Linked DNA regions of Mus musculus: all the other regions are linked to region 1. A link is a contact called in public ChIA-PET and HiChIP or PLAC-seq data. All regions are on one chromosome and are shown on one strand. Each heading gives the region's core, a stretch centred on a gene start, on an enhancer-like site or on the middle of the called end of the contact. The rest is flanking DNA. Distances are from core to core; before and after follow the strand shown.

Region 1 (3,039 bases), core at 293-2,792:
ACAGAAAATGAACAGCTTGAAGCCTGTAGAAAAGTTCTAGTATGAAAGAGTCTAAAGTCTGTTCTGCCTTGTTCTCTTGGGGTCGGGGTAGAGGCAACATAGAAAGAGCCTAACATGAAGTTCGGGAAAGTTTCCTTACACTTATATATTCAGCCATCTTCGAAAGAGATTTGAGCCTCCGCTCCTCTCTCTGACGCCTGTTGCTCTATTACTACAGGGACTGAGTCACACGTTACCTAGGTTTTCCCAGGGCAGTGTGTAGCCAAACCAGTCGGGCAGCTCAGCTGTCTCCTGTGTGAGGATTGCAACAATCCTCTTGAAGGTCTAGGAACTGCCGCCACTTCTCATCAGAACAATTGTAAAGCTCAACCCTCTAAGTACAGCCCTAAAACTGTGCAATGACTCCTTGGCTCCAAAGACTGACATTCACGCCCATTCCTTTCCCAACCAATCAAAGACGCAAAACTCAACGACCACTCTCCCACCGAATTCACATTATATTTACTAGGCAACTTCCCTGAGCCTCCATAAGCTACGTCCCAATCCAAACAAATTCCTTCTGCAAGAGGGAAGAAAAAAAAAAATCTCTCTAAAGACCAAAGCCTGCAAACTTTATGTTGAATGCAGATCCATCTATCTACCCGTTTAACACAATCAGCTGTGGAGAAACCGAGACTCGCCTCGCCCTTGCTCCCTGTCTTAGAAAATACTGGGATCTGAATGGTCTCTCCAACAGCTTCCCCCAGTAAGCTAGGTCATCAGTTTGCTCTCCGACGCTCCATGGACAAGTGACAAAGACCAAGCGAACTGGAGGCGCCGAGGCTCCCCCTGGCATTCACAGAAGCGCCCACACGGGTTGCCTGCTTTCACAATGCGACTCCATCGTCCCAAGTGGAGACTTAGGAGAGGCGTCCCCTTCGCAGGCGTTCTGGAAAAGGCCAGGCTCACCCGTCCGGGTGAACAAGTGACAGGTTGGAATTAACCCTTCAGCCTCTACGGCCCGAAAGGCAGCAAGTGTGGCAGACTCGGATTAACCCTTTCCAGGCCGTGTTAAAGGCACAGCCCCCACCACCACCACCAAAACGCAACGTGGAATTGACCCTCCTGCTGCCGACCCTCCGGCTACAACTCCGAGGCCCACACACGCAGGATCGCCCGGCCCGGCCTTCGGGGAGGTGACAGGCGCGAGACGCCGGCCAGGCCGCCCGCAGAGGGCTGCTCACCGCGATGACATTGACGAAGGTGGTCTTGCCGGAGTACTGCAGCCCCACGAGCGTCAGTTCCATCTCCTCCTTCCAGAAGAGCGAACGGAACCAGTCCAGCAGGCGGGAGATGAGCGCCAGCATGGCGGCGGCCGGCTGCGAGCGTGGACGGGCGCGGACGACAGCGGACACTCTTTCCCACGAGCGGGTATCGGCCCCGAACCCGCCAACGGCTCTTCGGCGGGGCCCCTGGCGCGACGCGGGCAGACAGAGGCTGGCGGCAGCGACGGCCGGAGCCAGGAAGCCCAGCGGGTCATATGACTCGCCCTACCCCCCCCACGCCTGGCCCAGCGCAGGCGCGGAAGCGCACGGAAAGAGCGGCGCGGTCCCGTAGACTCCCAGCGCCCTCCGGCGACATCGCCACCTGATGGTGAATCCCACGACACACCCTTCCCTCGCCTTGGTGCCAATTCACTTGTCACATGCCTTTCCTCTTTTCTTTTCTTTCTTTCTTTTTTTTTTTCCCCCCAAATTATGGGTCTCCCAGCAAACGCATGTCAACAATTTCAGTACTTGAGAGGTGGAGGCAGGAGGATCAAGAGTTCAATAAACACAGAAGGTGGGGTTACAGAAATGACTCGGTGGTTAAAAGTGCTTGAGGCTCTTTCAGAAGACCCAAGTTCAGGACCCAGCACCCACACCTGGCAGCCCTCATCAGCCTGTAACTTCAACTCTGGGGGATCCAGATCTAGGGCTTTCTGACCTTGTACATTCTGCAAACATATGCGCATACTCCCACAACGAAACACATAAATAATAATAATCTTTAAAAAAAAACAAAGAGTTGGTCCTCGTTCACTTTTTGATTGAATTTTCCTATAATTGTTCATTGGCAATGTACCCTGAAGGAAAAAGTTAATACTCGGAGGAATTGAACACGGAATAAAAAAAAAAAAAAATCAGAATCTGGGATGGGGATGTAACCCAGTGGTAGAATGCTTGCCTGGCCTGTATGGAGCACTCTGGGTCTAACTAGGGCTCAAGGGAGGATGGGGCAGAGGCAGTGATCCGAATGTAAAGTGAATAAATAAATGAATTAATTAATAGGGAAAATTTCTTTCCCAGCATGTGAAAGACACAGGGTTTGTTTCTAACACAGCAAAACATTAGTGACAGCAAAATCCCTGCCCTCCTGCGGGTTACAGTCCAGTGTGGAGAACAGAACATATACAGCAAACAAACGAGAAAATGCCACGTGGTACTTAACACTATAAAGAAGAGGAACAGAGAAGAAGCTGGAGCCGGCCTGCTTGTCTTTAAGTCAGGTGGTCCTGAGTGGAAAGGCTTGAGGGAAGTGAGAAGGAGAAGCAGGCTGACGTTTGGTAGAAGCACATTCCAGGAAAAGACCCTGAATGGGGAAGGACAGTGAAGTGGTTTGGACTTTGAAGGATGGTGTGCCTGGGGCGAGGGGGAAATGATGGAATTATATTTTAACTGAAAATATATTTTTAAAAAGGAACTCCAGCTGGCTGCCCCAACTTCCCCAGTTGATTTCTGCTTCATATTTGTAAATCTCTAACTTAATGGATGCTTTCTTTGTTAGCTCTCTCCATCAGCTACTCTAGTCATCTCTGCTGGATGTTGTGACCTTGCAGTTTGATGGAGTGGGGCTACCAGTCTACTACTTGCTATTTATCCTTTTACTTTCACTTGCTGTACACTTAAGAAGTTCATTTAAAACCAAAAGTGTAGCTATTGTAGGTTATTCTCTGGACAGTACCCAACACTGGCAAAGATCGGTGGAAGCCTGGAGTAGGGAGAGGTGGAAGAGAATTCA
Region 2 (3,039 bases), core at 218-2,717, 340 kb after region 1:
CAGCACAGAGTTCACGTGTACACACCTCACAGGGGAGCTGCCAGTCTCAGATGAGACACTGAATGAAAGGGAATCCTGCAGAGGAAGCCTCGGAAGCCAAGCTGGATGCTAGCTGGCTGTGGCCCTTTCACTAGGCCTATCTTTTTCACTTCTCCTAATTTTTACAATTGACACATGCTACCAAACTGTCTCTTTGGGTATTCAGTTGGATAGATTTTTCACACACATATAAAGTTGTGTGACTGCCAGGAAAGGAAGACACACAACACCCCTATGCCCCCAAATACTCCCCTGTGCTCCTACACTTGACCAAATCCTCCTGTGACCCCTGACCCTGTGGGCCGATCTGGTCTTCATCACCATTTGTCTTTCCAAAGAACCAGATAGATACAATTTAGAGTGTGTTGCTGTCTGTACACTCACTGACTTCTTTCATTCAGCCTAGTGTGTGTGAGATGGACCTAGCTACTGACTGCTTACCGGCTTAGCATACTTTCATTGCCGAGTACCTGCTACACGGGTGTCATCCTATGGCTCACTTGTCCAATCATTACTATTTTTTAATAATTATTTTCATGACTTCAGAAATGGACTCCCCATGGAAATAACTAAACAGCTAATATGACTTCAAACAAACAAAAGTCTTGCTTTAAAGCTGCGAGGGTTCAGAAGTCCCTGTCTGCTCGCTGACACAACAGACAGGGCAACGTGAACTGAAAGACAGATTTTGAACCCCACACAATACAGGACTTGAAAGCTGCTTTCCTTTTGATATAAAGACAGTGAACGAATCAGAGTAGGTCGATGGCACTCTAAACACAAGCCTAAAACACAGCCCTGCCTGTATCTCTCTGCTGTCCTTCTGACAACCTGCACTGGCAAGAACAAAGCAGGAAACCCATCTGGCCACAGCACGCTGTCCTTCATGAGAACGTGCACGTCATACAGAACAGGAAGTGGTAATGGGCAGTGAGTTCCAGTTAGGATGACCCTGTCTTTCATGGATCACAGCGTTTATTTCAGCAATCATTAATAACCACCACTTCGGTTCTAACTGAGGGCAGACTTGCCTCCCAGCTGGTCATTTACTACTTTAAACCGGCTTCTCGCCAGCAAGACCAAACTCTGAGTCACCTTCCCTGGGTCTTTAGGGTTCCTGTCCTCAGCTGGTCCCAGACACAACCCTAGCTCTAAATTATTTCCTCCAGAGAAAAGAAGCTTGGGGCAAAGCAGGAATCTCTCAAGGCAACTCCATGCTAGAAGAACAGTCCCTGGAACCATAGGCCTGATACCATGTAGTGGGTCAGACTGGGGTCCTGGTCGTCTCAGAAAGGGGTGAGGCAGAGGGAGCATAAGCTAGAACCTGAAGGCTATGTCCACGCATACTGGCTAAAGCCTACAGCTTATCCACACCCGATCCAGTTACTCATTGGTGTCCTGGTTCCCTGGAGAGGGAGAGAAAGAAAGTGCTTCTATCAGGAGTGGCTGACCAGACCTCATTGCAGCATCTCATCTTCCGACAAAGCACATGAGTCATGAGTGTGTGAAAACACGGAGCTAATATTCATAATTCCTGAATAAGATAAAGAGCTGCAAGGAAAAACAGCTTCTGTCTGCCTCTCCATCACTGTCAGGACGGATGCTCTGAGAAACAGGGCGTCTTGCCAGAACCCCAGATTCCACCTCAGCAGTGAGCCAGTCTCATCCCTGTGAGCCACCCCACGCTTCCTTATTCCCTCACCCGTGGTGGCTCAGAGCATCTATTCATTCCTGGGACAGAAAGCCTCCAGAGACAGCAGGGACGTCTGCCCTCCTCTCAGCTGGACTCAGTTTGCCAGCTCAGTCTCAGGGTCCAGACTTGGCCCCAGCAGAGGGTGTCAGTTTCACCCACTGCAGTCTATCCCTCTTCTCTCTTGCATCAGGGTCCCAACAAGGTCTAGGCTCGTTCTCTCTCTCTCTCTCTCTCTCTCTCTCTCTCTCTCTCTCTCTCTCTCTCCCTCCCTCTCTCTCTCTCTCTCCCTCCCTCCCTCCCTCTCTCCCTCCCCCCCTCCTTTATCACTTGTTAAAACACACCTCGAGCTCAGTGTGTAACCATGTACACAATCACATAACTGTCACCTACACAAAGATAAAGAAGGTTTTTCTAGCATGCAGTTGGCTCCCCTGTGCCCCCTATAGATCCTTTCCTTAGCTAGTATTGTTGTTCTCGGAGTCATCAGAAGGTGGGGCTTACTACCTCATCCCCATATCATTGCTATATAACCTTTTCAAGAAATAAATTTCATTGTGTATACCTAAGGTATGCAACATGATATTGTGACGCATGTATAGACAGGACAAAACTTACTACAGTGAAGCCAATCCACCCATACTCCACATACATTTATTTTTGTTTCCATGGCAACAGCAGAAAAAATAGCTGTTTTAATAGCTCTCATACAACCTGCAGTTTCATTACCTGTATCAATCCTCGAGCTGTGCATTGTTAACACTACAGATTTGCTACTTAGCACATTTGTATCTTTTTATTTTCCTCCTCAGTGAGGAGGACGGAACCCAGGCCCTTGTGCACATGAGTTAAGAGCTATATTACTAGCGCCTGTTTTTAGTGAGGCCGGGGCTCATGGCCTTTAAACTTGCTATGGTGGAGCGGTTTACACTGAATGCTCCCTCCTCCTTCATCTACTTCCCATGGACTGGGGTTACCCCAAATTGGTTTTTTGTTGTTCTTGTTTTTGAAACAGTGTCTCTGTCTATATTTAGCTCTAACCATCCTAGAACTCACTGTGTAGATCAGGGAGGCCTTGATCTCATAGAAATCTGTCTGCCTCTGCCTTCCAAGTGCTGGTATTAAAGGTGTGTACCATAACGCCCAGCCAGTAGATTAACTGTGAATTACTGACTGTCTCTTACGTACCCTCTGATGACAGAGTTAGAGCCCTAAATGATAGTTTTGAGTCTCCTTAGTGTGGTACATTGCTTCTCATTTAAATCTCAATTCTCATCCGGGCTCTCTATGCTCTCTTACACAGTGCTCTT
Region 3 (3,039 bases), core at 173-2,672, 320 kb after region 1:
TAAACAAAGACAGCTGGAAGACATCCAGTCTCTGGAAGGAGGCCAGGCATCTCCCGTGAGGGTAGGACTGAGCATTGATGATGAATCGAGTAAAGAAGCCTTCAACAACACAACAAGGTGTGCCAAGTGGACAAGAAAGACATGGAGCCACACAGGGCTCTGGGACAACCTGCTGGAGTCTGCTAGAGCCATTCACTTGCCTCCTCCATGGTGAGATCTAGACATTAAGAGACTGGGCCCTTTCCCCTCTTCACAGGCCTATTCACATTCACCAAACTTCTTTCTGAGGTAACTAAGAAGAGAGAAGCAGTATGTTTTTTCACATCATGTGGGGCTGAAGATGAGGACAAACAGGTACACAGCCCCTATAGCCTCAGCACTACCTGGCCCTACGCCTGCTTTCTTCACTGAACCTATTTCGGTGAATTGTCTCTTCCCCCAGGCCAAGAGTTGTCACAGGGAGATTTTACTTTTTTTGACTCTTTTCCTCCGTACCACCCGTCTGGGTGTGAGCGAACCCTTCAATATAAAGCTAGCTCACGGTAAGAAACACAGATGGCAATAGAAATGTCAATGGCGGCAGTCTCCGTGGCTAATGATGGCAAGTACAGTTAAAAAGGGGGATAAGATAATGTTCTGGGGTGAAGGACCATCGTGATGAGAGCGGCAGTTGCATGGATGTCGTAAACAGTGGGTTTCTCAAATATGCGCGTGCTCATCCCTGGGTCCTGACAATGCGCACTGCACCTTACACCAGAAAGTAATGTAGCCGATGGGATGACTGCTAACTCTCCAACCTTTAACACTGACACAACTTTGGATCACCACAGGGGCCCGTTGATATCACAAGGTCCTTTTAACATGGAAGAAGGTAGCTAGGAGGTAGGAGAAGTCAGTTCCTTGCTGCTATGATTAAAGGAGGAGGCTGGGAGCTCAGGTAAGAAGAACCTGCGAATGGCCAGTAAGTGGAGGGACCCTGTAGCCTCCAGCTTGTGAACACAGCCTCCCTGGCACCTGGATTTTACTCTACAAAGATTCATGTTTAACTTGTTAGATACTTAAGTTGGTAACCCAAAGCATCTAGGTGTATGGTCATCTGTTATTGTAGCCATACAACAGGTATAAAAACATTAAAAAATCTAATCAAGTTCCACTCTTCAAATCTGCACATATTATAGAAGAGACAAGCCTGTTTGGGTTCCAGAATACTAGGGAACTTCGGTAACATACGTATGAGGCCACTTCTAGAACATCCCTGGTCACCCGAGGGAACTGGCATCTGCCTGCCCCTTACTGACCTGTCCTCACCCTTCTGTTATCTCCAAATCACGATGGATGCCAAAACCCTTTTAATACATACTGTCTCATCAGCACCTGAAGAGATCGCCAAGATAGATATCATTGTTCCTAAACCCAGCACATTGCACACAAGCGTGCTAGGGTCAGGGGAGGTCAGAGGCTTGTGGCAGTGCCACAGAAAACTCTTGCCCAACAGGAAGACAGCCTTGGTGGGCAGACATGAACAGAGGCTAGAAAAGTAGAGGAAACGGGGTTTGTTCAGGGGGCAGACGTTCACCAAGTTGAGACACGAGGTATGGCAGGTTTGCACATGACATGCTTGAGGGAAGGAAGTGGGGTCAGGGGTAGGGTGAGGAAGTGGCTGCCGGCCTCAGCCATCTCCAAGCAGTGGTGGAGGGTATGGGTAGGGGGTGGGGTGACGACAGCCATTATAAGCTAAGGTTCAAAACAGAACAAAGGAGAAGAGAAGCAAGATCATAGGCTACTTACTATAGCTGGAGCTGGGCGAAAGCAGCAGGATCCAGTGTCTTGCCCAGCATAATAACCCTCCCCAAATACGATTCGATACACAGACACCTTATATAAGAGAGACTTGGGCAGACGGGATCGCTTTGAGGTGGCATTAGAACCACACAAGCTCTTGGAACTAATTCACAGATTTACAAAATACCCTTTTAGCTACCCCGCTTCATGTTTTACAAATGAAGAAAGTGAGCTCACACAGGAAAAGGATTTTGTGAAGGGCACAAGAAGACCCCTCTCTCCTTACTGCTTGTGTTGGTTAGTTTGTCAACTTGACCCAAGCTAGAGTCACCTAAGAGGGAATCTCAGATGGGGTTGCCTAAGGGGAATCATTTTCTTGATTGATGATGGATATTAGAGGGCCCAGCCCACAGTGGGTAGTGCCATTCTGGGACATTGGTACTGGGGTGTATAAAAAACAAACAGATCAAGCCAATAAGGAACAGTCCATCATGACTTCCGCTTCAGTTTCTGCCACCAGGTTCCCTCCGTGATGGACTGTGACATGGAAGAGTAGGATGAAATAAACCTTTTCCTTTCTGAGTTGCCTTGTGTCATGGCATTCATCCCAACAATAGAAACAAAACTATGACATTGCTCAGTCCAGTTCTCCATGACCACAGCAGCTTGTGGTTAATTATAACCGGAGTCCTAGTTGATGATCCATCCTATTCTATAATCCTTGTTTTGTGGTCAGTTTTCCCATATTGGACTGAGTGTCATGGGTGCTGACGAACCTGTGAGATAGGTCTCAAATCAAAATAATACAACTACCTGCTAGTCCATCTTGGAAATGAATTGTTGCTTAATTAACCTGTTGGCCACCTGCTACCTCCACCCGAGAGAGACATTGCAAAGAAATGCAGCCCGGCTTATGCTATGACAAGAGGCGCCCTGAGGTTATGATCCAACAGAGAGAGGAAGCAACCTACAGAAAGTGGGAAGATAACTGTAGTGTGCCAGATATTTTTAAAAATTTTTAAGTATAAGAGGCAACAACCCTAAGTAAACCACGGGCCTGAGGTCTTGGGTAAAAATCATCACGGGAGACAGATACCTTTCCTGTAACCTGGATCCACAGCCAGGACAACGAGTGAGTGGCAGGCACAGACCTTCCTCATCTGAAATGAGGATCTGGAGCCCAGTAAGCAAAGGACAGGCAGGCTCTTGGACTCTGCTAGCATGGTGCTCCCTGGAAAATGAGCTGCCTGCTTGGAC

The links. ChIA-PET counts read pairs in DNA pulled down with a chosen protein or histone mark. HiChIP or PLAC-seq counts read pairs in DNA pulled down with a chosen protein or histone mark.
Region 2: an HNF4G HiChIP or PLAC-seq map of pancreatic cancer cells shows a contact between it and region 1. The contact joins the enhancer-like site here to the promoter of Arl8b in region 1. A contact is called at or near these places in 4 of 115 datasets of contacts at active chromatin or transcription factors (bone marrow-derived macrophages, embryonic stem cells, pancreatic cancer cells and 1 more) and 3 of 9 other capture datasets (adipose tissue, embryonic stem cells and liver).
Region 3: a contact with region 1 is called in an RNA polymerase II ChIA-PET map of memory CD8 T cells, with 67 read pairs. The contact joins the enhancer-like site here to the promoter of Arl8b in region 1. A contact is called at or near these places in 6 of 115 datasets of contacts at active chromatin or transcription factors (the SCID.adh cell line, effector CD8 T cells, embryonic stem cells and 3 more) and 2 of 9 other capture datasets (adipose tissue and liver).

Annotation. Positions count from the first base shown.
Region 1 is chr6:108,781,562-108,784,600 of GRCm38.p6, reverse strand. Arl8b (ADP-ribosylation factor-like 8B) reads right to left here and starts at 1,542. Exons shown (of 7, transcript NM_026011.3): 1 at 1,224-1,542. The coding sequence starts at 1,346.
Region 2 is chr6:108,443,184-108,446,222 of GRCm38.p6, reverse strand. All of the region lies in intron 44 of Itpr1 (inositol 1,4,5-trisphosphate receptor 1), which reads right to left. Among named protein-coding and RNA genes, the nearest start is that of Gm35165, 28 kb to the left of the region's middle. Within about 2 kb of position 1,467, at least 102 of the 459 cell types and tissues checked have an H3K27ac peak or open chromatin away from gene starts, as enhancers often do. A contact at or near this core is called in adipose tissue, bone marrow-derived macrophages, liver and 1 more, where this site is marked.
Region 3 is chr6:108,464,789-108,467,827 of GRCm38.p6, reverse strand. All of the region lies in intron 44 of Itpr1 (inositol 1,4,5-trisphosphate receptor 1), which reads right to left. The region is part of intron 2 of Gm35165 (a long non-coding RNA gene); the gene reads left to right. Among named protein-coding and RNA genes, the nearest start is that of Gm35165, 6.3 kb to the left of the region's middle. Within about 2 kb of position 1,422, at least 72 of the 459 cell types and tissues checked have an H3K27ac peak or open chromatin away from gene starts, as enhancers often do. A contact at or near this core is called in the SCID.adh cell line, effector CD8 T cells and memory CD8 T cells, where this site is marked.